Linked DNA regions of Mus musculus: regions 1, 3, 4 and 5 are each linked to region 2. A link is a contact called in public Hi-C and promoter capture Hi-C data. All regions are on one chromosome and are shown on one strand. Each heading gives the region's core, a stretch centred on a gene start, on an enhancer-like site or on the middle of the called end of the contact. The rest is flanking DNA. Distances are from core to core; before and after follow the strand shown. Region 1 overlaps Trpm4 (transient receptor potential cation channel, subfamily M, member 4). Region 2 holds the start of Bcat2 (branched chain aminotransferase 2, mitochondrial). Region 3 holds the start of Pth2 (parathyroid hormone 2). Region 4 holds the start of Kdelr1 (KDEL (Lys-Asp-Glu-Leu) endoplasmic reticulum protein retention receptor 1). Region 5 holds the start of Tmem143 (transmembrane protein 143).

The links. Promoter capture Hi-C pulls out the DNA fragments that hold promoters and counts their contacts. A called contact is a pair of places that touch in the nucleus more often than the background predicts. Capture Hi-C pulls out chosen DNA fragments and counts their contacts.
Region 1: a contact with region 2 is called in a Hi-C map of cerebral cortex, with 3 times the contacts expected there. The contact joins the enhancer-like site here to the promoter of Bcat2 in region 2. A contact is called at or near these places in 8 of 39 promoter capture datasets (the HPC-7 cell line, cranial neural crest, frontonasal cranial neural crest and 4 more), 3 of 15 datasets of contacts at CTCF or cohesin (embryonic stem cells, large pre-B cells and pro-B cells), 15 of 484 Hi-C or Micro-C datasets (B cells, the HL-1 cell line, the N1E-115 cell line and 9 more), 10 of 115 datasets of contacts at active chromatin or transcription factors (embryonic hindbrain, embryonic stem cells, epiblast stem cells and 4 more) and 4 of 9 other capture datasets (adipose tissue, embryonic stem cells, liver and 1 more).
Region 3: a promoter capture Hi-C map of the SN4741 cell line shows a contact between it and region 2, with 4 times the contacts expected there. The contact joins the promoter of Pth2 here to the promoter of Bcat2 in region 2. A contact is called at or near these places in 7 of 39 promoter capture datasets (the C10 cell line, the HPC-7 cell line, the SN4741 cell line and 4 more), 1 of 484 Hi-C or Micro-C datasets (embryonic stem cells), 1 of 115 datasets of contacts at active chromatin or transcription factors (pancreatic cancer cells) and 2 of 9 other capture datasets (adipose tissue and liver).
Region 4: a promoter capture Hi-C map of adipose tissue shows a contact between it and region 2. The contact joins the promoter of Kdelr1 here to the promoter of Bcat2 in region 2. A contact is called at or near these places in 3 of 39 promoter capture datasets (cranial neural crest, liver and second pharyngeal arch cranial neural crest), 1 of 115 datasets of contacts at active chromatin or transcription factors (memory CD8 T cells) and 3 of 9 other capture datasets (adipose tissue, liver and pancreatic islet).
Region 5: a contact with region 2 is called in a promoter capture Hi-C map of adipose tissue. The contact joins the promoter of Tmem143 here to the promoter of Bcat2 in region 2. A contact is called at or near these places in 2 of 39 promoter capture datasets (liver and pre-B cells), 2 of 115 datasets of contacts at active chromatin or transcription factors (bone marrow-derived macrophages and memory CD8 T cells) and 3 of 9 other capture datasets (adipose tissue, liver and pancreatic islet).

The regions. Positions count from the first base shown.
Region 1 is chr7:45,303,965-45,309,423 of GRCm38.p6, reverse strand. Trpm4 (transient receptor potential cation channel, subfamily M, member 4) reads left to right here. Exons shown (of 25, transcript NM_175130.4): 18 at 194-326; 19 at 706-880; 20 at 1,003-1,180; 21 at 3,930-4,135; 22 at 4,344-4,476; 23 at 4,557-4,629; 24 at 4,710-4,815. Among named protein-coding and RNA genes, the nearest start is that of Gm39006, 4.3 kb to the right of the region's middle. Within about 2 kb of position 3,998, at least 32 of the 459 cell types and tissues checked have an H3K27ac peak or open chromatin away from gene starts, as enhancers often do. A contact at or near this core is called in cerebral cortex, epiblast stem cells, hippocampal neurons and 2 more, where this site is marked.
Region 2 is chr7:45,567,784-45,573,392 of GRCm38.p6, reverse strand. Bcat2 (branched chain aminotransferase 2, mitochondrial) reads right to left here and starts at 3,240. Exons shown (of 11, transcript NM_009737.3): 1 at 2,994-3,240. The coding sequence starts at 3,017. 0610005C13Rik (RIKEN cDNA 0610005C13 gene) reads left to right here. Exons shown (of 5, transcript NR_038166.1): 4 at 2,201-2,407; 5 at 5,014-5,598.
Region 3 is chr7:45,178,854-45,184,226 of GRCm38.p6, reverse strand. Pth2 (parathyroid hormone 2) reads right to left here and starts at 3,232. Exons shown (of 3, transcript NM_053256.2): 1 at 3,036-3,232; 2 at 2,806-2,936; 3 at 2,389-2,629. The coding sequence starts at 2,933. The coding sequence ends at 2,455. Gfy (golgi-associated olfactory signaling regulator) reads left to right here and starts at 4,630. Exons shown (of 5, transcript NM_001195255.1): 1 at 4,630-4,738; 2 at 5,300-5,373. It overlaps Kash5 (KASH domain containing 5), which reads left to right. Exons shown (of 20, transcript NM_201374.2): 18 at 1-38; 19 at 119-235; 20 at 336-551. The coding sequence ends at 477.
Region 4 is chr7:45,869,247-45,875,537 of GRCm38.p6, reverse strand. It overlaps Kdelr1 (KDEL (Lys-Asp-Glu-Leu) endoplasmic reticulum protein retention receptor 1), which reads right to left and starts at 2,698. Exons shown (of 5, transcript NM_133950.2): 1 at 2,437-2,698; 2 at 1,679-1,779; 3 at 1,337-1,495. The coding sequence starts at 2,527. It also overlaps a transcript of Grin2d not described here.
Region 5 is chr7:45,894,662-45,900,471 of GRCm38.p6, reverse strand. Tmem143 (transmembrane protein 143) reads right to left here and starts at 3,403. Exons shown (of 8, transcript NM_144801.2): 1 at 3,371-3,403; 2 at 2,806-3,037; 3 at 736-840. The coding sequence starts at 3,393. Syngr4 (synaptogyrin 4) reads left to right here and starts at 3,761. Exons shown (of 5, transcript NM_021482.2): 1 at 3,761-3,864; 2 at 4,581-4,781. The coding sequence starts at 4,689.

The DNA of each region.
Region 1 (5,459 bases), core at 2,749-5,248, 260 kb after region 2:
TCCCTGGCCTCCCCAGAACTTGGATAACAGGCGCGCGGCATGGCACATTCTAAACGATTCTTAGAAGGCCATCCATCCATACTCAGTCCAGAGAAAGCTGATCAGAGGGTCCCTGCCTCTGCCCTGTGAGACCTCAGCTTCGTCTGAGGAGACACCCCGGATCTGAGCTGTGCTCTCTCCCCCAACTCCTCAGGCTGACCCCTGGGCTCTTTGACTTGGGACGCACCGTCCTCTGCCTTGACTTCATGATCTTCACACTGCGCCTGCTGCACATCTTCACGGTGAACAAGCAGCTGGGGCCCAAGATTGTCATAGTGAGCAAAATGGTGAGTCTGAGGAGGAGGGGCAGAGCAAGGTGGGAGAGAATGGGACCTGGAGTGCAGGGGGGTGGAGCCAGGGGTGAAGGGCAGAATCTCGAGGGACCACAGAGGACATGGGGAGGGGTTGGGGGAGTGGAGTCTGAAAGGGAGGGCCTTGCCTTTTAGTGGCAGGATGTGGACCTGAAGGTGGCCGGGGCTGGGGTGGGGTGGGGTGGGTGGAGGGGAGGGCTTCTGAGGTGGGCAGGCAGGACAAGAAGGGACAGGCCTTTGAGGATGCTGTGTCTAAGACAGGGAGAGTAGCCAGCTGGAGTAGGCGTTCTGGGAAGGGGCGGAGCCAGGGAGGAAAGGGCTGGGTCATTTCACCCACATCTTCCTCTGCTTCTAGATGAAGGATGTATTCTTCTTCCTCTTCTTCCTCTGCGTGTGGCTTGTAGCTTATGGGGTGGCCACAGAGGGGATCCTGAGGCCCCAGGACCGCAGTCTACCGAGTATCCTGCGCAGGGTCTTCTACCGACCGTATCTGCAGATCTTCGGACAAATTCCCCAGGAGGAAATGGACGGTAGGAAAGGGCTCTCCAGCTGAGTCTGCGTCTCTCTCAGTGGGTCTCTGACTGTGTCTCTGTCTCCCATCTCCTCCCCTCTCCCTGCTTCTCTCTGCTCACACCTGCTGTTCCTTTTGCAGTGGCCCTCATGATTCCAGGTAACTGCTCAATGGAGCGGGGCTCCTGGGCTCATCCGGAGGGGCCCGTCGCAGGCTCCTGTGTGTCCCAGTATGCCAACTGGCTGGTGGTGTTGCTCCTTATCGTCTTCTTGCTGGTGGCCAATATCCTGTTGCTCAACCTGCTCATCGCCATGTTCAGGTGTGCCTGGCCTTGCCACCCGGGGCTTCCCCCAACTTGAACCTGTTCAATATGTGCCATGTCCTGACTTTGACCCAGTGCTGGCCTGATCCTGTGCCTTCCTTACCTGGGCTTTGAAACTCGTTGCTATTGTTTTGGCATCTCTGAGGCAGTGTCTTGGAACTTAGGGTAATCTTGCCTCTACCTCTTAGCACCGGGATCACATGCGTGCCTCCAGGGCACTAAACGCTTTTCTTTTGAAGAAGCCCACTTTAGTGACTTGTTTGCAGTTTGTTTTATTTGTGTGTATGAATGTTTTGCCTGCATGTATGTATGTGTACCATGTGCGTGGAAAGTGCCTATGGTGGTCAGAAGAAGGACATCGGATCCTCTGGGACTGGAGTTACAGGTGACTGTGAGCTACCGAGTAGCTGCTGGAAACTGAGTCTGGATCCTTTTGCAAGAGCAGCCAGTGCTCTTAACCTTAGCTGAGCCATCGCTCCAGTCCGGTTTTTTTTTGTTTGTTTGGTTTTGGTTTTTGGTTTTTGTTGCTTATATTCTTGCTCTTGTCGCATGTAATGTGATTTATTTTGTGTGTCTGGTCCTTCAAAGGATCCCCAGTTGCTAGTTAACTGGTTCTTTAAGATTTCTTAGCTGAGTCAGGCCTTTAATCCTAGCACTTGGGAGGCAGAGGCAGGCAGAGCTCTGAGTTCCAGCTCAGCCTGGTCTACAGAGTGAGTTCCAGGACAGCCAGGGCTACACAGAGAAACCCTGTCTGGAAAGAAAACAAAAAGAAAAACAGACAAACAAACAAAAGAGCTCATAGCTGTTAGAATTGCCTGATGCCAGGGACTTCAGTGGTGATTGCCTTTTGGATTTCCGGGAACGGGAGAGGATATATAAGGCCAGCTGAGGCTGAGAAAGGACTTGGGCTTGGGCAACCAGGGTGAGAAGAGAAGACAGTTGGAGACAGTTGAGCCAGGAGAAGCTGAGCTGAGAAGATAGGCTAGACCAGTTGTTACAGTTTGGAGCTGCTAGATTGGGAAAACTGGGAGAAGGGACACACTCACGCAGGCTCTTAACCTAGTGGATCTAGAGCCCAGTCCCTACGCATGCTGAATCCCAGTCGCTCGCTCACGTGGTAACGCATTTATTCCCTATTTGTGCAGAGTCAGGGAGACAATATTGGGGTGGAGACTCTTAGCTGTCTCTTTACGTTGGCATAAGCAGAGCCCTGCCTCAGATTCCTCACCTCTGCTGTCACACAGCCTTAGCAAATGAGCAGGGACCTGGGTCACACCTCCACTCATGACATTGTGCTCACAATGCTGCCCATGTATTGACTTCCCAGGGCATCTTCACAGAGCTTTTAACACAGAGGAAACAACGAGCTATTTGGTATTAAATGGACCCAAGTTGATTTAGTCACTAATGCACACCTTCATTCTGACCAACCACTCATTCTGAGCCTGTTATGCGCCAAACACAAGGACCTCAGCTCGATGCCCGGAATCCGAAGCAGACTGTCCCCAGCTGAGGGTAGATCAGTTGGGAGAAACCTTTGAAGGGGCGGGGCTGGAAACTAGGAGGAGGGCTGGCAGGGAGTTAAGAGAACTGGTTATTATTTGTAAGAATAGGAAACATTAAAAGGAAAAAGAAATTTTAAAAAACCCACACATTTTACAGTCCCATACAGAGGGTCAATCTAAACTCCAGAGTCTGGAAACTTAAGAGTTGATTTTGGGGTTTAGCTCTTAGCTATTGATCATTAGCCCATTTGGAGTTAATTTAGTTCGCAGTGTGAGGACAGGCCCTACTTCAGTCTTTGTGTCAGTTCAGGAGAGTGCATTAAAGACACTGGGCATAAAGTCCTTGTTAGAAACCAGCTGGGCTCAGGATGGTGTGGTGGAGCAAGCTTGTCCCAGCACTCGGAAGGTCAAGGCAGGAGGATCAGAAGCCTGGGGTACATGAATCCCTATATCAGAATCAAACAGGGGATGGAGAGATGGCTCAGTGGTTAGGGTCACTGACTGCTTTTATAGAGGACATGGGATCGACTCCCAGCACTCACGTGGAAGTTCACAACTTCCTGTAATCCCAGTTCCAGGAGATCCGACATCCTCTTCTGGCCTCTGTGGGTAATATGCACAGACATACATGTAGGCAAAATAGTTATGCATGTAAAAATAAATTAACCTTTAAAAAAAAAATCCAGGCAATGGTGGCTCATGCCTTTAATCCCAGCACTTGGGAGGCAGGGGCCAGTGAATCTCTGAGTTCAAGGCCAGCCTGGTCTACAAGAGTTCCAGGATAGCCAGGGCTACACAGAGAAACCCTGTCTCAAAAACAAAAACAAAAACTATCAAGAACCCACTGTAGAATTTTGAAAACATCAAAGCCAGAATGTTGGAGTTGGGTGGCCGTGGCTCAGTCAGTAAAGCATTTGTCTTGCAAGCTCAAGGACCTCAGCTTGATGCCTGGAACCCGTGCAGACTCTTCATCCATTGTATGTATGTATGTATGTATGTATGTATGTATGTATGTATACATGCATGTACACCACATGAGTACAGTGCTGGCAGAGACCAGAAGAAGGCACTGATCTTTTGGAATTGGAGCTTCCATATTAGTGCTGAGAACTGAATGTGAGTGCTCTGCGGGTGCCACGTGCTCTTGCGGTCTCTGACTACTTTATCTCGACTCCTAATCCAGTCCTATGATCAGGGTCCTTTATTGGCTTCCCGTGACTATTGACCTCTGGCCTCCACAGCTACACCTTCAGCAAAGTGCACGGCAACAGCGACCTCTACTGGAAGGCACAGCGCTACAGCCTCATCCGGGAATTCCATTCGAGGCCTGCCCTGGCCCCACCCCTCATCATCATCTCTCATGTGCGCCTCCTCATCAAGTGGCTGCGCAGGTGTCGCAGGTGTCGCAGGGCTAACTTGCCCGCCTCCCCAGTCTTCGAGCACTTCCGTGAGACTGGAGCTTGGTCTGCATGGGAGTGGGGCGGGGGGGGGGGGGCGTTTGGGGAGGGGAGAAGAAAAGCAGGTGGGTGGGGCTCGGGGAAGGTGTCAGGATCTGCACCCATCTGGGGACGAGGCATGAGGAATTTGGTGGCTTTGGGGAGGGGACAAGTTCCCAAGTGGTCCTGCCCTTTGACTCCTGGGACTTGGCCCTGCAGGTGTCTGTCTCTCTAAGGAAGCAGAGCGGAAGCTGCTGACTTGGGAGTCTGTGCACAAAGAGAACTTCCTGTTGGCACAAGCTCGGGACAAGCGAGACAGTGACTCGGAGCGTTTGAAACGCACGTCTCAGAAGTGAGGCGGGGGCCTGCTGTGGGCAGGACCTGCAGGTGGGACGTTCTGTCTTCAGCTAGGAGAACTCTCTCTCTTTTTAGGGTGGACACTGCACTGAAGCAGCTGGGACAGATCAGAGAGTACGATCGGCGTCTGAGGGGGCTGGAGAGAGAGGTGAGGACCTGGGCGTGGGCTGGCGGGGCTGGGACCCCCTGCTTCCCTGCTCCTGCCTTGACTTATTCCTGTCTTCCCAGGTCCAACACTGTTCTCGAGTCCTGACTTGGATGGCTGAGGCCCTTAGCCACTCTGCCTTGCTGCCTCCAGGGGCCCCACCCCCTCCGAGCCCCACTGGTTCCAAAGGTCAGTGTGGTCCTGGGCTTCTGCAAGACATCCCCCCGTGGGCCTTCCCGTTGTTCCTGGGTCCCTTGCTTGGTCTGCTGAAGGCTCTGTTGTCTGCTTGTGTGGGGATGTGTGTAGCTGGCGTGAGTGTGCATGCCTGTGCAGGCCAGGGTTGACCTCTCTCTCTCTCTCTCTCTCTCTCTCTCTCATTCATTCCTTGAAACGGGACCTATCCCTAGGCCCAGGTGTCTCCAGTTGGCTTTGGGTTGCTGTCCCGACACACTGCGAAATCCTTCTGTACCTGCCCCACTCCCCCGTCTTTTGAAGTGGGTCCGGTGTTCACCCCAGGGTGCCACTGTCTCTCCCCGCTCTTTTTAATATGGCTGCTGTGTGCCTGTTCTGGTTTCATATCTGTTGCTAGGATAAAATACCGACCAAAAGCAACTTAGGGGATGAAGAATTTACTTGGCTTATGCTTCCAGGTTACAATCCATCAGTGAGGGAAACAGGGAGAGAGCGTGGACGTTCTCACCTATAACCAGAAAGCTCACAGCCAAAGAAACGCACCAGAAGCCACGAACAACGCTGTTCGCTGGACCACAGCACCTTCCGTCCAGCCAGCTTCAGCAAACAGTTCAGGACTCCTCACCCCAGGAAATGGGGTT
Region 2 (5,609 bases), core at 1,991-4,490:
TGAAGCTTGCCTAACACTGCCACCTTGCATCAGACACAGTGTGGGGACGAGACAACTGCCCCGGGTAGAGCAGCCAGCACGAAGGCAGGAGAGCAGAGGAAACCAAGAATACATTTTTTTTTTTTACTTTTTAGTAGAGTTAGCCAAAAAAACTGAACAATGCAGAAAAGAGATACTGAGCTGCTGGAGAGAAAAGATGGAGCTGGGGTTGTACTCAGTTGCAGGATGCTTGCCTAGCATGCAGGACTCCCTGGGTTTATTTCTTCCCCAGCAGCACAGAAACCCTGCAATCCCAGCACTTGGGAGATAAAGGAAGAAGAATCAGGACTCCAAGGCCATCCTTGTCTATGTAGCAAGTTTAAGGCCAGTCTGACCTATAAGACCTTGTCATAAGATGATGATGATGAAATGAGGAATGAGGGACAAGGGTGGTGGCACACACCTTTAATCCTAGCACTCAGGAGGCAGGGACATGCAGATCTCTGAGTTCAAGGCCTGCCTGGCCTACATTATGAGACCCTGTCTCATTAAAAAAAAGAACCGGAGACTGAGAGCTGTCAAGAGAGTTATGATTATAAAGAGAGGACTGAGATGACTTACTGGGTAAGGAGACCCATCAGCATGCCTGAGGGACTGAGTCTGATTCCCCGGGACCCACAGGCAACCAAAATGTAACGGAGAAAGGGGCAGGGGTGGGCAATACCAGGAGGGAAGGGAAAAGCAGAGAGTCAAAGAAACTCTAAACTGGGTTTGGTAACACAAACCCATCGTCGTCACAGAACTCGGGAGGGTGAAGCAGGAGGATCAAAAGCTCAAGCCCAGCCCAAGCTAAAGAGATCCAGGGGAGCCGGGTGGTGATGGCGCACACCTTTAATCCCAGCACTTGGGAGGCAGAGGCAGGTGGATTTCTGAGTTCGAGGCCAGCCTGGTCTACAAAAGTGAGTTCCAGGACAGCCAGAGCTATACAGAGAAACCCCGTCTCAAAAAACCAAAAAAAGAGAAAGAGAGAGAGAGAGAGAGAGAGATCCAGGGGAATGGAGGGAGAGAAACATCACACAGCCTTGAGGCACAGAAAAGGCATTGTGTCAAGAGATGATGAGTCTGAGCTGGCACAGAGCTCTTGCAACCTCGGAAGTGCTACCTTTGTCTTCCTGGAGCAATTCTGTAAGGCCAACAGTAGTCTTCTCTTGGCTCAAAGAACACCCCTCCCCCATACCATAGGATAAGAATTAAGCTTAAAGAAGGAAGCTAGATGGGGGTTGGGGGTGGGGGCTACAGGAAGTAGAAAAGAGTGGAAGCAGAGTTCAGAGATTAAAGGGGAGGGTGCTGGGCAGGGTTCCCTGTGGTTTGCCCATGCTCCTTTCACATCCCAGCAGCCCAGAACTGAAACACAGTATCCATCAAAGATCAGGTGTTCTTGCCAAAGCTCCACTCTCACGCCAAAAGTAAGCAAAATAATTATCATAGTAAGGTGTTGTCCTGTCTCAGATAACTGTCCCTACACCATGCTATCTCCTCACATAGCCCCAGGCTGTCCTCATCATAGGACAGACTCTCCATCAGATTTGTAGAAGTCCAAGGCTCAGATACAACCAGTCACCTCAGGACAGTCCCTTATAGAGCAACATAGTGTCCTAACACAGCTCAGGGCTGTTTCCTGACCCCATCCCAAACATGTTCCCCTCTACAGCCAGGGTTGTCCTTGGCCAGTTGAAGGGCTGTTTCTTTCAGACTCAGAGTATCCCAATGCCAGTCTAGGCTAGTCCCTGTAAGACAGTCCTTGCAAACCCCAGCCAGCAGGTTCCTCTATACTCCAAAATTTCACTTTGTGGACACTCACCACTAGATACTCATAGCTCTGAGCAGGCTCATGTTCAAAGTGTCTCCATTACAGGGTAAAACTGTCTTCAGAACCCAGTTCTGTCCCATTAGAATTAGAGATTGGTCCAGTATGGCAATGCTGTATCCATCCAAGGCCACCACACAGTCAGAGCCTAGATTCTTGTCCCCGTCATATCCCAAGACCATCTGCATAGAACATTTCTGTCTGTCACTAAGAACTGGGGGACTTAAAGGTTTGTTCAGGAATTCGCCAGCCTGGAGCGAGAACTTCTGATAAGCAGGTGGGAGCTAACAGCAAACGCTTTCCCCCAAGGTTATGGCCAGCTGTTTCCACACTTATTTATCACGTTCTCTTAAGATCACAGACTCTCAAGCTCAGCAGTGGTGGCCCAGGACTTTAATTCTAGGACTCAGAAGGCAGAGGCGGGCAGAGTTCGAGGCCAACCTGGTGGTCTACAGAGCAACGGGACAGCTGGGAGTATGCAGTGAAACCCTACCTCGAAAAGACAAACAAACAAACGAAATATCATAGATTCTCCATCTATGACACCGCTTGACACCATCGGTAAGCACTGACTGAAGTCTTCTGGTCTGGAGGATCTTTTATCATTTTGACAGACAGAAACTTGACTGGGATTACAAAACCAGGTACAGAGAGCCTCAGACACTGCACACATCGACATGTGCTTTTTGTTCCAAGAAATAAGATCTTGGGTTCAATTCCCACCCAAGACCCTGCGCCAAGCCATACACTAAGTCCCAAGAGGTCCTGGGCCCCTTGTCTAAAGGAACCCAAGAGCAACTGGTCCTTAACACACACAGGCTGCATGCCCCAGCCACAACTTCCCCGCATCCACCCCACCCTGTACTTCTCCCATTATAGTCCTCCTCCATGGCTCCCCACGTCCGAGCTCCCGGTTCAGGCACCTCTCGCGCCCCACTCCTGTCTACCCATTCTGCCGCCCGCCCGTTATAGCCCCGTCTTTCTTCCCAAGGGGGGGTCCATCCGCCTCCGTGCTGGGCAGCGGAACCCGAGGCACAGAGGAATGACGCCAAGCCGGAAAGGCTGCGCGCCAGTGGTCCACCCGGAAGTGCGCCCCCCCCGCATCAGGTCCCCCAGAGCCCCCAGCGCCGGCCGGCCACGCACCCACCTGTCCTAGTGTGGCTGCAGCCATGATCCGGTGTGTGCGGCTGGTGACTGTGCCCGCCTGGGGCGCGGCCTGGTGAAAGGCATTCGGGCCCCGCCCTGCTCACGCCCCCTCCCGCAGATGGCTGCTGTGTCGAGCCTCACTTCTGCCAGGCCGTCCTTAGTTCTGGGACCACAGGGACCCAGGCTCTGCTGTGAAGATCCTGCGCGGGAACGGTCCCGACCTGCCGCACTCTCTCCCTCCTCGCCTCCACCCTACCCTGCTCTACCACAGCCACACTCACTCCCAGCTAGGCATTTACTTTGGCTTTTGTTTGGCATCTGAGTATGGAATCCGTGGGCTCGTGAATGTTTGGGAAGCGCTCTAACCCCTGGGAACAGATCCAGACCTCTAAATTTTGTATATGTCGCCGAGCATGGTGGCACACGTCTTAAGCTCAGCGTTTGGGAGACAGGTGGAAGGATCTCTGTGAGTCCAAAACCATTCTGAGCCACCTAATTAGTTCCAAGCCAGCCAGGGCTATCTGGTAAGACCCTGCCTTAAAACACTGCCTCCCAGCACTCGAGGCAGAGGCAGGAGGATTTCTGAGTTCGAGGCCAGCCTGGTCTACAAAGTGAGTTCCAGGACAGCCAGGGCTACACAGAGAAACCCTGTCTCGAAAAACAAACAAACAAAAAAAAGAGGTTGGAAAGAGGGCGCAACAGTTAAAAGTACTGGGCTGCTCTTAGAGAGGACCGGGCTTGGTTCCTAGCACCCACATAGCTCATAAGTGCCTGTAACTCCAGTTCCAAGGGATTCTGTGCCCTCTTCCGAGTTCCACAGGCACCGGCATGCACATGATACACTAACATATGTGCAGGCAATACACATACACAAAAAGTTTAAAACATTTTTTCTTTCTTCTATCTATCTATCTATCTATCTATCTATCTAGAGACAGTGTTTCTCTGTGTAGCCCAGGTTGTCCTAGAACTAGCTCGGTAAGTAAACCAGGTTGTCCTCAGACTTACAGAGATCCTCCTGCCTCTGCCTCCAAAGCTGAAATTAAAGGTGTGCCACCACTGCTTGCTATAAAACGCTTTTCTAAAAATAAAGCAAGAACAACAATGCACATTCACAGGAACTATCATCAGTGGCAAAGCGGGCCAGACGGCTTTGATAAAAAGGAACAGCGCAGCCGGGTGTGGTGGCGCATGCCTTTAATCCTAGCACTTGGGAGGCAGAGGCAGGTGAATTTTGAGTTCGAGGCCAACTCTGTCTACAGAGTGAGTTCCAGGCCAGCCAGGGCTACACAGAGAAACCCTGTCTCAAAAAACCAAAAAAAAAAAAAAAAAAGAAACAGTTCACTGTAAATGCCAGTGGATCAGAGAAAGTGTACTTTAAGCCAGGCCTAGCTGAGGCAGGAGGTTTGTTGCAAATAAAAAAGCACCCTAAGTGAGAAAGCTAAACTCTTGTCTCAAATGAGACAAAAAGAAATAGGACTTTGGAGAAAGATGATGGCTAGAAGCTAAGACGCCTCACTCTGCACAAGGAGATAACATGTTCATTGTAATTCTGAGATAAGTGCTTGAGTACACACACAGAGGGGGGTGTGTATGTGTTCTCAGGTCCATGGTTCATTGTGCCTCCTTCAAGTTTCCTAAGAAGCTCAAAAAAATTTCATACTTCAAATCATTACAGGACCTCACATCAGCCTACAGCTTCAAACCACACCCCTTCATCCTTAGCTCTCCACCTTTAAGGCTTCAGAGGTAGTTAGACAATCGGTGCCAGAACACACACACACACACACACACACACAAGAAGCTTCTGCTGAGTCTCTATAATTCTGCAGAATGTTCTCAGGCTCTACAGCCACAACTGCTCCCAAATCCCAACACCGGATCACTGTTCTTTAAACTGCCCAGGGCACAGTAACCAAACCACACCACACACGCTCCCCCGCAGACATTGCTCACCCCGCCCCCACCTCCCACTCTCCATTTCTAAACCTGACCTCCTCCCTTACTGATTCAAACTGCAGGGCGGAACGCACAACAGTAAACGCCCCCGCCGCGACCAATCAGCGATTGCCGCACACCTCTGCCTTGGCCAATCCACAGCGATTTTGCAGTTCCACCCCTTACCTAGGGTGTGCGGAAGCTGGGGCGCCCCGTGCCCAACCTGGGGAGTGTCCAGAGCCTGTTCCTCCCCCAGCACACCCCCGCGGTGTCCTTCAGCTCCAAACTAAGGAAAACAAATGCCAGCCTCCTCCCTCTGACCCACATGTCTCAACTCTATGCCGCCTTACAGCGGCAGCCACTGTCACTATTGCACTGGCAAAGAGAGCAAAACTCTTCTCCCCTAAGGGCCAAGAATAAAGCAGGCTCTTTTGCGCCTCCTTCATTATCTTCCAGTTGACCCTTTAATTCTTCCCAGTGAGCATTTTAATTAGCACAGAGGTGAAGCGGAAGTGTGCTCCCTGGAGACAGGAGTTGGTGCCTGCTGCGAGGCCTCTGGGAGATAGAGTTCTTTGGAGTCAAGAATGCACGTGGACTATCTGGGGAGGAAGCAATGCTAGTGTGGATAGACTCGTGTGAAGAACAGGAAATAAATGTCTTCTTTCTGGATGCCAGTTGT
Region 3 (5,373 bases), core at 1,983-4,482, 390 kb after region 2:
TATCACCATAAACTTGCCCCAGGAAGCTCTCGTGAGAGGTAAAGAGACACTTGGGAACTGGGAAGGGACTTAGGACAGACCAAGCCTAGTAATAATGTCTGTCCCTTCTGCCTTCCAGTTGCCACATTGTACCAGAGATGCACCAAGCCCTCATGCCTGTGGTGAGAGACCTGGTGCCAGTTGAGAGGTCACGGACCCAGCACTGTCTGCATCCCCAGCACTCCCCAGGGATCAGGTGTGCCCTTTAAATGTCCCCAGGTGCGGGTGGGGGTGCCATGAGTTTGTGAGACCCATCTTCCTGGGGCCACCGTCAGCCTCTCCTGCCTCCCCTCCAGAATCAGCCAGCACCCACTGGTCCCCACACCCGTCTTGGGCCTGCTGCTGCTGCTGCTGCTCTCCATCCTGCTGTTCAGCCAGTCCCCGCCACCCACCTGGCCTCACCTGCAGCTCTACTACCTACAGCCGCCACCAGTGTGAGGCACCCTTCCCACCACTATACCTCCTCCGTCAGCATGGGACCCACATCCCTAAGTTGTGTTATGTGACCATGACCTCTCCTGGCTCTCTCCTGTTTCTTAACAATAGCAAATCACATAGTAATGACTTCACAGGATGATTTCCTCATCACACAAGTTCGGGGGAGGAGGACAACTGGGCCTCCACTGGGTCAAGAGGGAACCCAAGGTCTCTAAGTTTTTGCCATCCTTCTCTCCTGCTTTGGAGGCTGCTATTGTAGCATCATCACAGGGCAGGCCTGGAGAGAGCTTGCTGTCCCTGAGTTGTATCTCTTTGTGGTAGGCCAGGCAGGCTCCTCTGCTCTGAGTACATAGCCTGGTCAGTCAGAGTGTGTCTGAGCAAGCAAGCCAGAGGCTTCTCTGACAGCTCCTCAGTGGCAACTTCATGAAACATGGGGCTAAGCAAGACCACTGGCTTGCAGACTCTGAGCTCTGGAATTGCCAGACTGCTCTGAGTGAGGCCTCTGGATCATAAGCACTCCAAGCCAGGACCTTGCTGCACCCTCGGCTGCACTCAGTTTCCCCTTCTTAACACTGGCTCCATGGTTTACAATGCCAGGAGCCTCTTGGAGCCTTTGGACTAAGATGGGTGCAGCCTGAGAACACACACACACACACACACACACACACACACACACCTACATACTACGCATGCATGCACTATTCTCTGGAGCTGTTCTCTTCAAGAAGGTGCCACCCGCCTGCACTCTGCTTTGAGAGAAGGTGTAGTTGGTATTCAGTTGGCAGCGGGAGGGTGTTCCAGGCTGAAGAGTCAGTCAGCCGAACAGCTCGGCCATGGGAAGGAGAGTCAGGAAGGGCAGGCTGGCAGCCTGGGCGGCCTCTGAGAAATGCAGAGGTCAGCCTGGGGCTCCAGCCCAAAAGTTCTTCCCAGTGCCCAGGAGGGGGTTGAGAAAGGCAGGCCTAGACACTCGAGATCAAGACTCCAGCCATGTGTGGAGCGGCGGATGGAACTAGTTCTGAGCAGGTCCTTGTGCGGAAGGACAGGCCAGCGCTGGCCGGCAGGGGAAGGGGGCTGCTGGAGGGTAGTAGTCCAAAAAAAGTCCTCCTTTTCGGAGGAAGGGTTTGGAGATGGGTGAGCTCTTTGGCCGCATCCTAAGCTCTAAGGCGGTTTGATGGCTGGAGACAGCCGTCAAAACTCGGGATTTCGGGGCGTTAAGTGTCGCCTCGCGGAAACCCGGATTTCTGTGTGCGCCTCCTGCTAACCGCTTCTGCTTCTGCGCGGTAGACCGAGCAGGAGCTGCAAGAGGCAACTCCGCCCTCACAGCATAAAAGCCAATGAGGGCTCGGTCCGCCTCCAGAAAATGCAAATTTTGGAGGGCGGTCTCCTGGACCCCACCCTCCTCTTCAGACCAATCAGGGCGCGGTCCGCTCGCTCCGCGGGCTCTCCGAATAAACAGGTGGGGACTGCGCCTCCCCGAGCCGCGGGCTCTGCTTAGTTTCCTTATCCGGCACCTGCCGCGGTCCAGCTCGGAACTGCTGGAGCCCTCCCCGGCCGATAAACACGAGGCCCAAAAAGGTTATGAAATCCCGACCCAGCAGGATATGGTGACGCTTGCCTTTAATCCTAGCACTTGGGAGGCAGAGGCAGGCGAAGCTCTCGAGCTCAAGGCCAGCCTGGTCTACAGAGTGAGTTCCAGGACAGCCAGGGCTACACAGAGAAACCCTGTCTCGGAAGAATAATCCCTCCCCCCCCCCCAAAAAAAACCGGACCAAAACAGAGCTGGATCAGGGACCCACGGGCGAGGGAATCCAGAGAGAACAAGAGTCTCGAGGCAGATGACCCAAGAGGGAACCCGGAGAAGCGAGGATGCGGAGGGTCCCGGTTGCAGTGAGGCTGTGGGGCCCCCTCCCCACACACCCACAAGAGAGTGGCGCAGCAAAGAGGCGCAGTCGCAGTGCGACAGGCTCTTTATTAGGCTCAGGGCGCGTCCAGTAGCAACAGCTTCTGCATGTAAGAGTCCAGCCAGCGGCGGCGCTCCAGGGCGGCCAGCAGGCGCGCGCGCTCCCGAAAGGCCGCGTCGTCAGCTAGCGCCAGGCTGCGCCGAGACAGGGGGCTACCCAAGCCCGCCCAGGCACGACCCGGGGCGCGGAGGCTGGGGGAAGAGAGATGTGATTGCGCGCTAGGCCCCACAGGCCACCGCGGGTCCCCACTGCAGTCCGACGCTAAGCACCCCTGCCCTCCCCAACTCCCCGCATGCGGTATCTTGCCTTCCTTTGGGGCGGGGGGTCCTCTCCTCCCTTCTTTGGGTGTCCGGGACCTCACACCTACCTGAACACACCAGCGAGGGGCAGGGCAACACCTGAGGCAGGGCCAGTGCCCCAGGGCACAAGCAGTAGCAGCAGCAAAAGCAGCAACAGCCGCTCTCGGGGGCTCCTGGACATCTGGCAGGTCTCCATCACCTGTGGATACAGGGGCCAGAATCTCAATGTCATCATCCCGCCCAGAAGCCTAGGGCCCACAATCCAACCCTGCCACCAGCCTCCTACAGGACCCCCTACCGTGCAGTGGGCTCAGGCAGCTATGCTCACGCCCCTTTTATATACCCTCACAGCCCCCGCGGCGGCAGTGACGCAGGCCGGGCTGGGGGCGCGGGGTCACTCCACCCCACGCTCATTAGGAGCCGCCAGCGGTAATGAGAAGCCTGGTGGGGCCCTGCGCTGCCGTGGCCAACACCAACTAATTGGGACCCAGAGCTAGTACTGAAGAAGGGGGGGTGGTGGTACAGACAGAGAGGTGGACACAAGGGGTGTGTCAGAGGGATAAAAATAGAGACTGGAGAGGGGGACCATCAGAGCACAAGTCGAGAACACAAGAGAGAGGCAGGAAAGAGAGCAGAGGGACACAAGGGAGAAAGACAGAAAAGAAATAACCTCCAGACAGAAGGGCAAAGACAAGATGCCTAGGAAGGGAAAAGCAAGAAGGAAGAGAGGAAGGCTGAGAAGAGAGGGTGTGGAAAGGAGCTGGTCAGGAGAGAGCCAGGGACAAGAGAGAGACAGAGAGAAAGAGAGACAGAGAGAGACAGAGACAGAGAGAGAGGCAGGCGGTGGTAGTGTGCAAACAGGTGAAGTCACCACCGTGAAATGGGACACAGGAGGCCCTGGGCTTCCACTGGGAAAAGTCTTTCCCTCCCTACAAGGGACATGGGGGTATGGTGAAGATTAGGGCCAACCATTCATACCTGGCATGTTTCAAGGGGGCTCCCAAGGCCACCCTATGGTGCCGTACACTCAGGAGGCAGAAACAACCACTGCAGATTTGAGGCCTGTGTATGCTACATATTAAGACTGTCTTAAAGAGGGGTGGGGTGGGGGTAAAGAGCAACACCCTCTTCCCGTATCATGGGCAAGGGAACAGGCCCTGGATTCCTACCTCCACAGAGATGAGGAGCCAAACTTGGAATCCCAAACAGAAAGGTGGTCCAGACAGGGCCCCCCACTTCTATGTTCCGAAAGCCTGGATTCCTGGATTCTTCAGTCTGAAGAGAGCAGTATGGCCTGGTGAGGTTAGACTAAAAAGGTACCAGGGACTCAGATCCTTAGATTTGAGTGGGGAGTGGGAGAGGACATAGAACTCATTTTTACTTACTTTGTATTTTGGGACAAGGTTTCTCTGTGTAGCCCTGGCTGCCCTGGAACTTGCTCTGTAGGCCAGGCTGGCCTAGAACCCAGATCCACTGGCCTCTGTCTCCCAAGTGCTAGGATTAAAGGTGTGCTCCACCACCACCCAGCTGGATTTTGTGTCTGTTGGGTTGATAGTTTTGTTCTGTGTGTGTATATTTGACTGGTTGGGTTTTATTTTTGTTTTAGAGTTTCTGTAGCTCAGGCTGTCCTGGGTCTCACTAAGTCACCCAAGCTTGCTTTGAACTCATAATCCTCTTGCCTGTGCCTTCTGCGAGCAGGGATCCCAGGCCTGTATCATCACACCATGCCAAACCCTCACTGCAAAGAGATCACAGCTTGGTCCAATTCTAACTTCCTTTTCTACCTTATCGATGAGATCCTATGTCTCTGTCCCTTTAAGAATCCCAGCCTGTTGCTATGCTCTCAGGATTCCCCAGGGAGGGGGTCAGGTGCGTCACCTGTCACCTGTGTGCCTCTGGGACCCTACTGCCTGTTCCTTCCAGCGCCATTCGGCTGCACTCCCTGCCTATCTCTTTGTTCAGCGCTGATCACCTGCTGTTGTCTTTGATACCACCGAGCAGGTAAGAGCCCCCTTGACTCCGGATGACCCTGTCCCATCCCAACTCACTCACTCCTGCATCTCCAGTCCACCACTGGAGTTACTGGATCCCTAGCTCTGTAAACAGGGGTGTGAGCCCACTGTCCTGTCTGCATCCCCATCAGGTTGAGGAGTCCACACCTCACATCCCTATTTCTTAAAGCCCTGGAACTCTAAGATCCAGACATCATCTAGCCCGTGGTCCAGGGATCCCATGTCCTTCCCCCTGTAACCCTTCACCCCTGCTTGTAGGCCCCAATATTCAAAATCTCTAAGTACCCAATTTCTGCCAAGAACCAGAGACATAGACTCAGAGCCCAACAGTTTGCATCTCAGGACTGTGGAGTCTTCCTCCTCCCACTGAGTTTGGGCCCCAGCTCTTCATTCTCATCATCCTCAGGTGTTAAAGCCTTTGCAGTCCTGGCCTCTTAAGAGCCTTGGGAGAAGGTTGTCCTATGTCCCCTTGGCCATCTGACACCCTCTGAAGGTGGAATCTAATATTTGTGGGATCTTGAAAAGGTGTCATCCTGTCCCAATTTTTCAGGGACCCCACTGGAAAACGCACTACCACTCCCAAGAATCCCTGAAGTCCTGTATCCTTGGTGACCGGTTACCATC
Region 4 (6,291 bases), core at 1,449-3,948, 300 kb before region 2:
CAGACAGGGCTACAGAGAAATCTCATCTCAAAAACAAACAAAAAAGAAAAAAAAAAATTTTTTTTCCCAAATACCCCACCATGACAATCTCCATGGTGACTTAATAAGAGGGAAAGAAAAAGAAATGTATCTTGAATATGTAGCTAAAACATTAAAGCTAGATCTTGTCCGAGGACTCCCAAACTTCAGCTTCTGCTGAAAACCGCAGCCTGTCTGACCACGCAGGGGCGGCTCCCTGTAAGATGGGAGTGGGCTGCAAAGGGGAGGGGCTCCAGCTAATGACTCCCACCAGCCCATGAGGCAAGAGTTGAACACATACAGACCCAACCAAAACACCAAAGGGTTAAAAATCACAACACCCACCAGCTGGAGGTGGAAGTACCATAGAGACTAGCCAGGTCCTCAGCAAATGCTAACCAGTCCTTTCCCATCTCAAACCAGACCACTTCAAACACATTAACCTCCCATCACAGCTGAGAGGGCTGGAGCGCTCAGTGGTGCACAGGGCCTAGGCTCCATCCTGCACCTTACAGAAGGATGCTAAGAGGCAGGGACTGACTTCCTCTTGTCCTTTTGGTTGTGTGTCCTTTTAGCCATCTATCCATCCCCTCATTTCCCCATTTTACAAAAAGCCCAGGTGTACACTGGTCCATAGTCCCACCACTGTCCAGCTGAAGAAGCAAGCTTCCAGTCCCTGTACCTCAGCTCCAGAGTCTCTGCATATAACCACCAGGCAACCCTGAACCCAGTGACCCTCTCATGACCATTTTACAATGGGGAAACTGAGGCAAAGAGGCTGAAGTCATTATAGTAGAAATTGGGGCTCCCAACCAGGGGAGATAACAGACAGCTATAATCCAAGCAGTGAAGCAAGAGGACTGTAAGTTCTAGGCCAGCCCCTATCTTAGAAAACCAATAATTGACAGTGCCTCCAGAAGAAAGCACCGGCCTCGCATGCATAAGACCCTAGACTCTATCTCCAACACTTCCTGAGAGGAAAAAAAAAACAAACTAAAAATAGGATGTGTAACTGGGATTTAAACTCACGTGGCCCCACCGCAGAGCTCTGCTTGCCATTCCTAGCCCTCATCAGCCCAGCTCTTGCTGGACTAGGTGCCCTTGGACATTCAGACGACTTAAGGGGTGCCACTCTAGACGCCAGGTACATTAACTGCTCAGAGCAGCAAATGGGATGCTGGGTTGTGATTATGTTCACAGTGTCTGCCACCGACGAACTTAGGCCTTAGCAAGCTGTGTAGAGGAAGACACCTGACAGGGCCTCCTGTCAGATACTCTGCCTCTACCCAACCACCACACAGGCCCAGCAGAAACCTACCTCCAGAGGGGTGAAGTCATGGTTGACCAGGAAAGCCAAAATAGCAGTAGGAACGACGAGGAACTCCACCCGGAAAGTGTCGTGGTTGCCATCATAAGTAGCTTTGAACTTGCTGTAGATCATCCACACCGTGGTAAAGGAACAAGCTATGTAGACCACCTGATAAGAGGGTAACAGGGCATCTCAGCTCACAGGTAGGGCCTCAGGTCACGGTGAGGGAGAGAGAAATCATGTTCCCCAGCCACCTCCCTCAGACCATATGTCTAGGCCCAAGCCTCTTTGGTGACTCCTCCCTGATCCCTGGCCTGGAACCCTGCCACAGGGGGCTGACTGCAACTCTACCTTCATGCAGGTGTTGTAGAGTGAAATGTAGTTGGTGAACAGGTCCAGATATCGGGCAGTGAACACCACAGCAAACAGGACTTGGCTCTTCCCTGAAATGCCTGGTTGAGACAGAGAACGAAGGGCAGGGTGGAGGGAGCTGGAGGTGGGCTACTTGGGGCAATAATAAACTAACATGCAGCGCCTGGGCCAGCCGGCTGGAGCTCTAGACCACAGCGATTCCCCAAGGCCTTTAAGCCTGAGCTCGGCCCTTTTTCCACCATCCACAGGCAGGGGGCAGCCGGCTCCAAAAATACTAGAGACCGAGGCTCTATCCCAGGCTAGGCCTCGCCGGTCCTTCTGTCTCCCTCAGGTCCTCCTGACAGTCTAGACCTACACTGGGACCTAGGGAGAGCCCTGCCTGACTTCAGCCTCCCAGTCGGTCACCTTCCTCCCGCTCCCTTCCTGGCCTTCCACAGTCCACGTCACCAACTCCCAGCCACCTCCCCGCCTGCCATGGCTCCTGGTTCCCAGCCCCGGAACACCCAGAGCTGTCCCAAAGGGTGCTGCAGAAGGTTGAACTGAACGCCCGAAGCCACCCCCACCAAACTATGTGTACCCCTTAGTCTAGGGAAAGGAGCTGACCCCCTGGTGACCCTAGAACTAGAAAAGTGATCCCCAGCAGGCAGTCCGGGAGGACTCTGACCTGCCGAGCTCCAGCCTTCCCGGTGCCCCAGAGCGGCCCGCTCCCGCCCCCTCTCCGCGGGGGGGCCTCTCACCCGCACACGATCGGGACTTCCAGATTTTGAGCAGTAACAAGATGATAGCTAGGAGGTGGGAGAGGTCTCCCAGGAATCGGAAGAGGTTCATGACTGGGGGACTCGGGCAGGGCTGAGCTGGGTGGGGGGGGAGGCTGGCCGGCCGGGCTGCCCCGGAGCTGCGGTGCTGCTGGGTTGAGGGCGGGAGAGAAGCCCTTCGGTAGCTCAGCTCCGGGGAAGGGGCTCTGGAAGGTGAGCCGAGGCCGGAGCTGGTGGTAAAGCTGGCTGGGAGAAAAGGGAGGAGGGCCGAGGTGGGAAGGGAGGAGTCTGAGCTGTAGCGCCACCCCAAGGGCGGGTTGACTGTCTGGCGCCCTCTGGCGCCTGCAACCTGCTTTGCAGAGTCGTATCGAATAAGCCTACTAACTGATGGAAGGGTCTTTAGGGTCCCACATTCCCAGGTGCCTTCTCTTTAGTAAGGAACTGTAGAGAGTTCGTCTAACCTCTGCCCTTAAACAGGAATCCTGAAGTTTGAGTTCTGAATCTAAAGATCCTAGTGCTGTGTTGGGTGATGGTGTAGCCTGTAATCTTAGTACTGGGAGGATGAAGCAGAGGGACCCCCCAGTTCCAGGCCTAGGGCTCCACAGTGACAGTCTATTCCTGCACAAATTATTAATACTAATAGTAACAACAACAAGAATCCTGGAGATTAAGAGGGTAGACTTCTAGCTTTGTCTGTGATCTCTAGTCCCAATTCAGTTAGAAAACCCAGGCCCCACTGCCACACACTCGGGGATCCTGACTGAGCCTACCGCCTCTACAATCCTATCCCCAACAATTACTTTATTGCTCAACATTCTGACCTGGGAATCTACACCCATAACTCCATCCTCCTTCTAAGACCCAAAATGCCAGGTCCTGGCTCTTTCAGAAACTGTCATGACCCGAGTCTTCCCAGGTCTTAGGGCACGAGAAGCAGGGCTCCAATCGACTGCTACAGGCCTAGGTCCCAGCGCCTCTACACATTCATATTCTCCCTCTCTCTTCCCCTCCTCCACCTCTCTTTCTCCACCTCCAACTTCCATTCTCAGGGACCCGGGAATCCTGAAGCACACTCCTCCCAATGTTAGATACTAAGGACTGTCCTACCAGAGGCAAGATGGACAGGTGACTTTATGGGACCTCAGAACCTCAAAAGTAGGGTTATAGTTTAGGATTACTGTGTCTGTGACAAAGGAAGCAGTTTTCCTCCAGGGAATTGTGTACTCAGAGCTGTGAGAGACTAGTCCCTCACTCATCAAGTGGTCCCTCAGTGAGGAACTTGCTCAAGACCTGGCCCCCAGGTATGATCGAGAAGGACTAAGGGAGAATCTGTGGTCTTCGAAAGGAGGGCTGTTATCTAAATTCCTGCTTCTGAGAGAACAGGGCCAGGCATTGGACCCCAAATCTGAAATAGAAGATCCACAACTTGGAATCCAGGGATTCTGGACCCCTGGTTTGGAGGGAGGATGGCTGGGATCTAACCCCTAGGTCACAGAAAATGGTGCCAGAGTCTGGCCACCTAGGCCTGAAAGAAGAGGGTCGAGTATGGACATCTAGGTCTGAGGGAGGAGGGGACTGGGAGCCTAGCCCCATAGGTTTAAGGGGAGGGCTACAGTCTGAGGTAGGAGAACTGGGATCCAGCCCCATCCGTCTAGAGGGAAAGAACTAGGGTCTAGTCCCTTGGGTATGAGGGAGGTGGGCTGGCATCTGGACAACTGGGTCCAAGGGATAAGGGACTTGGAGTCTAGATTCCTGGCTCCAAGAGAGACAGCATGCATCCTGTCTTTGCAGCCATAAAATTCACAGGCTGGGTCTTAGTATGGCGGGTGCTGAAGTGCAGAAGAGGGAAGGGGCAAGTGACAGTGACCCCAGCCCTCTCTCTAGGTCTCAAACTGTCTGTACCAGGTGGTGTCCTTGTCCATCTACCTCTGCTTCCTCCCATTTCGTCGCAGCCCCTCGGTCCCATGAGGAAATCAGAGACTTTGAAATGGGGTAAGGGCTGGCCCCCTCCCTCAGACCTAATGGGAAGAGGGGTCCCTAGGGAAGCGTGAGGGGGGCAGCTGTGGGTCTCCTGGCAGGGAGGGACGGGGACTGAATGTTAATCGCATCCTGAGTGAGTGTGCGGGAACAGCGAGTGTGCGAGTCCCTCCCGCTCTGGCTCCTGCAAGCCGTGGCCGCTGCCGCCAGCCACCCTCCGCCTGCGCCCACAGCCTCCTCGGCCAGCAGCGCCCTGTTGAGGGGTACCAGCCTGGGTGGGTCCGCCTGGCCCCCAGGGGTCTCTCGTGCTACAGCCATCTGCTAGGTGAGGATGTATGCCTTGGTGTCAGGCTGGCTGGTGGGGGGTGTGTGTCTGTAAGGGCTGCAGCGGCGGTAGCTGAGGGAGGAGGGGTCTGTCTGTCTGGACCGACCCTGAGCCTCCTGCCTGCACCTCACGGGCCCCCGATCTGTTCCCTGAGCCCCCAAACCTGGATGGATGGTGTGCACCTGGGTTCTGTGCCTCCTGCCTGCGTCCAGCCGAGTGTCTGTGTGTCCCCGGATGCCTGTGTCCTCCTGTCTGTCCAAACAGCCACTGAGAGCAGCGACAACACGCCCATGTTGGGGCCCTGCGCAAGCGTGTGTGTGTGTGTGTGTGTGTGTGTGTGTGTGTGTGTGTGTCCGGGGGTGTTGAGGGGGAATCCCAGGGAAGTGAGGTTGTGTGTATGAGCATCTGCATCTGTGTTCCTGCCTGTGCTTGAGAGTGGGGGCACGGGGGGGGGGGTCTGGAGGTGGCCAAGCAAGGAATGGGCAAGCAGTTCCCCTGATAGGCAGCCTCACGCTCCTTATAAAACATACACACGAGCCACTGGCTTCAGAGGTGACCCAGACAGACAGACAGAGACAAGGGAGGGGGTGCTGAGAGCACAAAGGGGGTGCCAATAAGCTAGGGAGAGGTAATGGGACATGCCAGCCAGGGGAGGAGCCCGGACTGAAGCCAGTAGGGGGGGCACCCCAGGTGGGTGGAGGGGGATCCCCATGGGGTCAGGCCGCAAGAGGACACCCCGACAGCCTCCGCAATGTCCGGGGCCCAACTTCCAGCGCAACATGTGTAGCCTCATCCTTGCCTAGTCTGGTGGCCGCAACCTTGGGGGACAGGGCAGGGCAGGACCAAGAAGAGGAGGGACAGAGCCGGGACAGGCAAAAGGTCCCCGCCACTGCCGCCTGCGCTGCTACTGCTGCTGCTGCTGCTGCTGCTGCTACTGCTACTGCCTCCGCTGCCGCCCTGGGCCTGGCCCCCAACCAGCTCCCCAGCACTCCACGGAATCTTTGGGTCTCTGGACGCTGGTTCCGGTCCTGGCCCCCAGCAATTTCCCCCAAAGAACAGGGTCATGAAAAGGTAAGGCTGGGGCAGGGGATGCAGGGGTGGGGGTGGGGACACAGCCCCCTCCAATCTAGGGCAGGGAAAGTTGGCCAGGGATCTCAAGGAGGGAAGGGGTTTGAATGCAAGCAAACCAAATGTCTCTGCCCCCTTGTCCCTGAGGGACTGTCTTCCATCTGCTCGCGCGCGCTCTCTCTTTCACTCACTGCCCCTTTCCTGGGTTTCTATGCCTCAAAACCACCCAAGCCTCCCATTCCTCTGACATGTTACCCTGTCCCCAGCTGCGCATAGCTGAATCCCACCTCTGTCAGTCTCTCCACCTCATCTTCTCTATACCCCTCCCTGCATCAGTCTTCCCATGCCTGGCTATCCCTCTCTCCTCTCGCTTTCCCCTCCCACCTCAGAGCTATGAGTCTGCTATTAATACCCCTGCCAAGGACCTTGAGGGCGTCCAGTGACCGGCACCCAGCCCCAAGCAGCCA
Region 5 (5,810 bases), core at 2,154-4,653, 330 kb before region 2:
ACTGTAACCTATGGCTGAACCTAGACCACTCAGTTTCTGTCTAATCTATGGAAGGGCTAGAGGAAAAGGTCAGCCTCCACGCCAAGATGTGATATTAACAGATTAGACTTAGGGGAGGAGAGATAGAGCCCACATGGAGATCAACATCCTTACAAGAAACCCCAGAGCTCTTGCTCAGTCCTCCCGCATGTGTGGACAAGGTGAGAGCATCCACTCTGAATGAGGAAGCAACCCTCATTGGACCCCAGATCCTGAACACTCTGAGCTCAGACTAAAGCTTCATGTCCCTGAGGAGACACGCTAGTGTATATAACGGCGAACCGAGAGCCTTTCTGTTATAATATCAGAAACAACACTAACTCCCTGACAGTCAGTGTCAAGAGCCTTCCATAGCTTCTCCGAGCCTTCAGTCTCCCTCTGCTGTCCAACTGGAATAACTAGCTTCCTCCAGGCGCAGTACAGAGGAGGCAGAAGTGTCGGTCTCTATGAGTTCAAGGACACCCCAGTCCCTTCTCCCTGCAGATCCCTCAGCCAGACATATTTTACATTCATTTTAGTTCCTATCCCACCCTGCCATCCTCATGCCTGCTCCATGAGGTCATGACCACATCTGTCCTGGCCATAGCAGAGTCCTCAGAACATAAAAGAGAACCAGGCTCCAAGCAAGTATCCATCACACCATACTAAACAGACGACGAGCAAACACACACGGCAGGACTGGAGAGCCATCCTCACCTGCAGCCTGGCCAGGAGCTGATGGTAGTGAAAGAGGGTACAGAAGTCCACGTGAGCTGAGAATGCCTCCAAAGCTGCTCTCTCCGCTGGGCTGGAGTGGAACTCCTGACACCCAGAAAGAAAACCCAGTTAGGCCTCTCTCCTCTTCCTCCAGAGGAACCCTTTCAAGGCAACCACGTACAGGATGGAAATTCTGGGCTTTTACATTTGTATTTAAAAGCTGATCAGAGGGCTGGAGAGGAGGCACAGTGGTTAAGAACACTGACTGCTCTTCTGAAGGTCCTGAGTTCAAATCCCAGTAACCTCACAGTGGCTCACAACCATCTGTAATGAGATCTGATGCCCTCTTCTGGGATGTCTGAAGACAGCTACAGTGTACTTACATATGATAAATAAATAAATCTTGAGGCCAGAGCGAGTGGGCCAGAGAGAGAAGAAAAAGTATCTGAACACAGCTACAGTATACTTACATATAATAAATAAATAAATCTTTAAAAAAAAAGAAAAAATGATTTGGTCGGGCTGAAGAGATGGCTCGGTGGTTAAGAGCACTAACTGTTCTTCCAGAGGTCCTGAATTCAATTCCCAGCAACCACATGGTGGCTCACAACCATCTATAATGGGTTCCAGTGCCCTCTTCTGGTGTGTTTGAAGAGAGCAGTGGTGGTGTACTCATATGCATACAATAAATAAATAAATAAATCTTAAAAACTGATTTGGTCAATTATACAGACCCAGCATAGCACGGGGAAGAGAAGTCTACAGGATGCAGAGGCTTGGCACCTGCTCTGTGGCAGCCGCACATCCACAGAACATGTGCTCTGTGGCAGCCGCTCTTCCTTTGCAGAACATCATCCTCCAAAGAAGGGACGGGGTGGATGGAATTAAAACTTCAGTTTTTCAAAAGAGGAAACTGAGGTTCAGTGAAGCCATTTCTGAGGGTCATGATGGGCTCATCTGACTCCAGAGAGAATCTAATTTATCGCGTGTTTACATATATGTGTGTTTTGATTGCATGTATGTGCACCACATATGTGCCAGCAATGGTCAGAAGGCGGCACTGGCTGATCCCCTGGAACTAGAGCTATGGGTGGTTGTGAGTTATCATGTGGGTACTAGAAGCAGATCCTGGGTCCTCTGCAAGAGTAACAAATGCTTCTAACTGGTAAGCCATCTTCTCAGGCTGACTAGAGGAATTTTTTTAAATTATTTTTATTTATATCAGTACATTGTTGCTGACTTCAGACACACCAGAAGAAGGCATCGGATCCCATTACAGATGGTTGTGAGCCATCATGTGGTTGCTGAGAATTGAACTCAGGTCCTCTGGAAGAGCAGTCAGTGCTCTTAACCACTGAGCCATCTCTCCAGCCACTAGGGGGAGTTTTTGATGAGATTGTTTGTGCTTGTACGTATGCATGTGGGCATAAAATCTAGCACGGGACTTGGTAGACACAGCAGGTGTTCAGTAAATCACTATTATACTAATGATCATCTGACAGTGATGGAGGGCTGAGAGCTCAAGCTATGGAATAGATCAGGGGTGAAGTAAGGGGCGCACTCTAGAGTCAAGCAAGCATGGGCCACTCACTGTAGCTTTGGATGGGTCACTGCCTTTAAACCTGTAAAATGGGATAATGGTGGCCTCTCACAGGGTTGTTCTGATGGCTCTATACATTACAAACACTTAGCACGGTGCCACGGAATAAAGAGCTCAAGGTGTGATAATAATTATCATTATGGCTTTGCAGATACAAATTTATTATGTACTAGAAAGGAATTATGAGGATGATAGTTACATCTATTTCAAGGGAAAAACTTATGTCCCAGTGTGCCTGTTCAAGGCCCCAGAAGAAGCCCAAGTCCAGAGATCTTTAGGCATCTCATCTTGGAGTTCTTTCTAGCCCCTGCATTCCAACTTTCTCGAACCCACTAGGAACGCCAAAGGGACCAGAAACTACACTCCCAGGAGGGCGCTAGCGCAGACCTCAAAAGCAGGTATAGTGGTGCAGTCGCGAGGTCGGCTGGAAACTGTAGTCTCTAGGTCCTTAGACCACTGATGGGCGGTACCTGTATCAGGAGGCGGAGCAGCTGCTCCTTGGAGAATGGAATGAAGCGCTCGCGGTACTGCTGGGCCCAGTCGCAGGGCTCCTTGGGGTTCCACATCTTGCGGTACACCCCCATCCTGTTCTCCAGGGACGACAGAGCTCGGGGAGTCCCGAGGAGAGCAGGCACCAGGGACCATAGTCGGACCTTGGACCCCCAGGTCACATGCAACATGGCCTGCCCCCTTTCCCAGAGCCTAAACATAAGCAAATGAAGGGGGATGTCAAAGGTCAGTTGGAGGTAGTACCTCCACACACCCCTCCCTTCGGGGACAGTTCCTGGCCAGTCTCCCTCCCTCTAATCCCTTTCCGGTTCCTTCTACACTGCACATTTAGGTTGGCTCCGGAATAGGGTCAGAGGTCGTAGTTTGGAGTATCTTGCAGGCCCAGGGACCCTGAAGCGGTACAAATGGTCTCTGAGAAGCTTAAACAATGAGGTGGAGCTCAGGAGTGTTGAAAAACTAGGAAAAGTTAATAGCGGGTGCTGGGCCGTCCTTCCTGGGCCATGCAATCCCCCACCCTGCCCTCACCTTAACCAACGCGCGACTGTCATTGAGCCTTCTGCGCATGTGCAGTAAGAGGTCCTAGGCCCAGAGGATTGGCTTCAGCAAGCAGTAAGGCGCATGCGCACAGCCTGAGCCGCTTGAAACCATTTAATAGCCTTTATCTCAACTGCGCATGCCTCATCGCTAGTCCTTTTTTTTTTTTTTTTTTTTTTTTTTTTTTAAAGGTAATGCGCACGCGCTGAAGACGTGTGGTCCGCTATTTGGAGCTGGGTCGGGCCCTCGCGCGCGCCCGGCCAACGGCGACCCGCCCAACGTCCGCCGAGACCACGCCCTTTCCATAGTCAGTTCGGATAGGCGGAAAGGAAAGGGGCGGGACTTGGCTGCAGCCAATCATCTGTAGAGGACAGAAAAGGCGGGAAAAAGAGGAACCAAAAAGAGGCTAGAGGTGGCTCCCGGGACCAGGAGAGGAAGCCAGGCAGGCAGAAGAGGAACGCAGGTCCTCGGCCCTCGGAGAAGAGGTGGTTCTCTTCAGCCAGCGTCCCCTTGGGGTCTCAGCACTTCCGCCCCCAGGTCCTTAGAAGGGAAGCCCCTAGTCTAAGGAGGTTGCCATGACTCTCATACCGAGTGGCAGCTGGTTTCTGAGGCTTCAGTCTTAAGACAATATGTCATCCTGAAACAGAGCTGAAGCCTAAGCAAGCCTGGTGTTACGGAAAATGACCCAAGTTAGGGAACACCTCAAATATTGCTGGGCTCTACGTGGTCTTCTATACCTAGGGTAGCTGCATTCCCTCAAGGACCAGTCTACAGTCCCCCTATTGACCCCACTCTGAGGGCCCAGCAGACCTGCCACCCCTTATCACCCTCATCCTGTATTCCCAAAATCTAGGGCCCTCAGAACCCTCTGGCCCCTTATCAGCACCTGAAACCTCCAATAGCCCATCAGCCTACATTTCCAACTTCTGGAACCCCGAAGCAGCCTTCCAGCCGTGCTCCCATTTCCAGAACCTCCCACATACCCTATCATGTCTCATCTCCAGCACCTAAGACCACCCAGCAGTTTCTCACCCCATATTCCTGACAACTGAAAACGGGAGCAGCCAGCCCCTTCAGCCCACCCCCTCTGTTCCTAGGGCTCCTAACAGCCCCTCAGCCTATCCATCCCCACAAAGGAAGGGCCAGTACTCCCCACTCCCAGCACTTTTACTCTGACATTCCCATTCCTCTTTTCTTGCAGTAGCTGAGCCTTGAGGTGGGTCTGAGGCACACAGGAAGTGGTGCCCAGAAAGCAGCACCCAACACCCCTGCCCCTACCTCCCGGGACACCCAAAGAAGAGCAGCCACTATGCACCTCCCTGAAAGCCTCCACGACCTGGCAGACAATGAGACTGTGCGCTTTCTGAGGAGACCAAAGAGCATCTCAAGGATCTTCGGAGGGGTGAGACCCCAGGGGTCAGGACACAGGCGACATCCAGGAAGAGGGCAAGGGGTCAGTGTGGTCAGAGAGGGAGAGAAGCAGACAGGAGCCCAAAACTGAAGCCACCTTTTACTGAGTATCTGGTCACTAGCCACTGTCAGCATCAACCGAGTCATCACAAGAAAGAGCCCCTCAAACCTGGGGCTCCTCAAAGGGCCTCTCAAATCTGTCACACCAGCACATAAAAGACTGAGGTAGGAGGATTGACATAGGTTTGAGGCCAGCCTGGGTTACAGTGTAAGAAAATGGAAAAAGTGAAAAAGAACCCTTTCAAAGGCGAAGAAAAGTAAAGCCACCCCCCCAAAAAACCCCATAATTTTGATAAATGGCATCAGTGTTTGAAGACTGCTTGTCCAGTGGAGTAGCCACAAGCCACGGGTGCTACTCCAATTCCAACTCATCAAATGGGATTCAAATGGGCTGCTCTGCAATCATGGTGGCCATATTTCAGGGGCTTAGTTGCCAAAGGTGCCTTATGAGTCTCCAGTTGGACAGCATAGATTCAGGCCACTTCACCATGCCAGGAAGTTCCATGGGACAGCATCCATTAAGGTTAACACAAAAGGGGGGAAGCACCACTCGGTTCTAGGAGATGCTAGGACCCATCCATTTTCTATTTCTCAGGTAGGGGAGGGGTGAACAGGGACTAGATCTATTTTTTTAAAAAAGCATAGATCTGGGAGGACCACAAGCACCAGACTCAGGGAGCAGATGTGAGTCATCACTGTGCCAGGCGTGATGCCGATGCTTTCTGTGCATCACTACCATCTTCCCAAGGGATCTGGACACTGAGAGCAAAGTCCCCATTCAGCCCACTGGTGCTATGTAACCTTGGAATAGAACCAGCCAGCCACTGCCTCTCTCTGAACATCAGTACAAGGGCCATCTGTGTCTATGGGCTGCGACCCACACTGCCTCCTTCTCCTTTTAAAGATTTTAGAAGCATATATATGTGGCTTCATGAGTTTATGTGCGCCACAGGCATGCAGG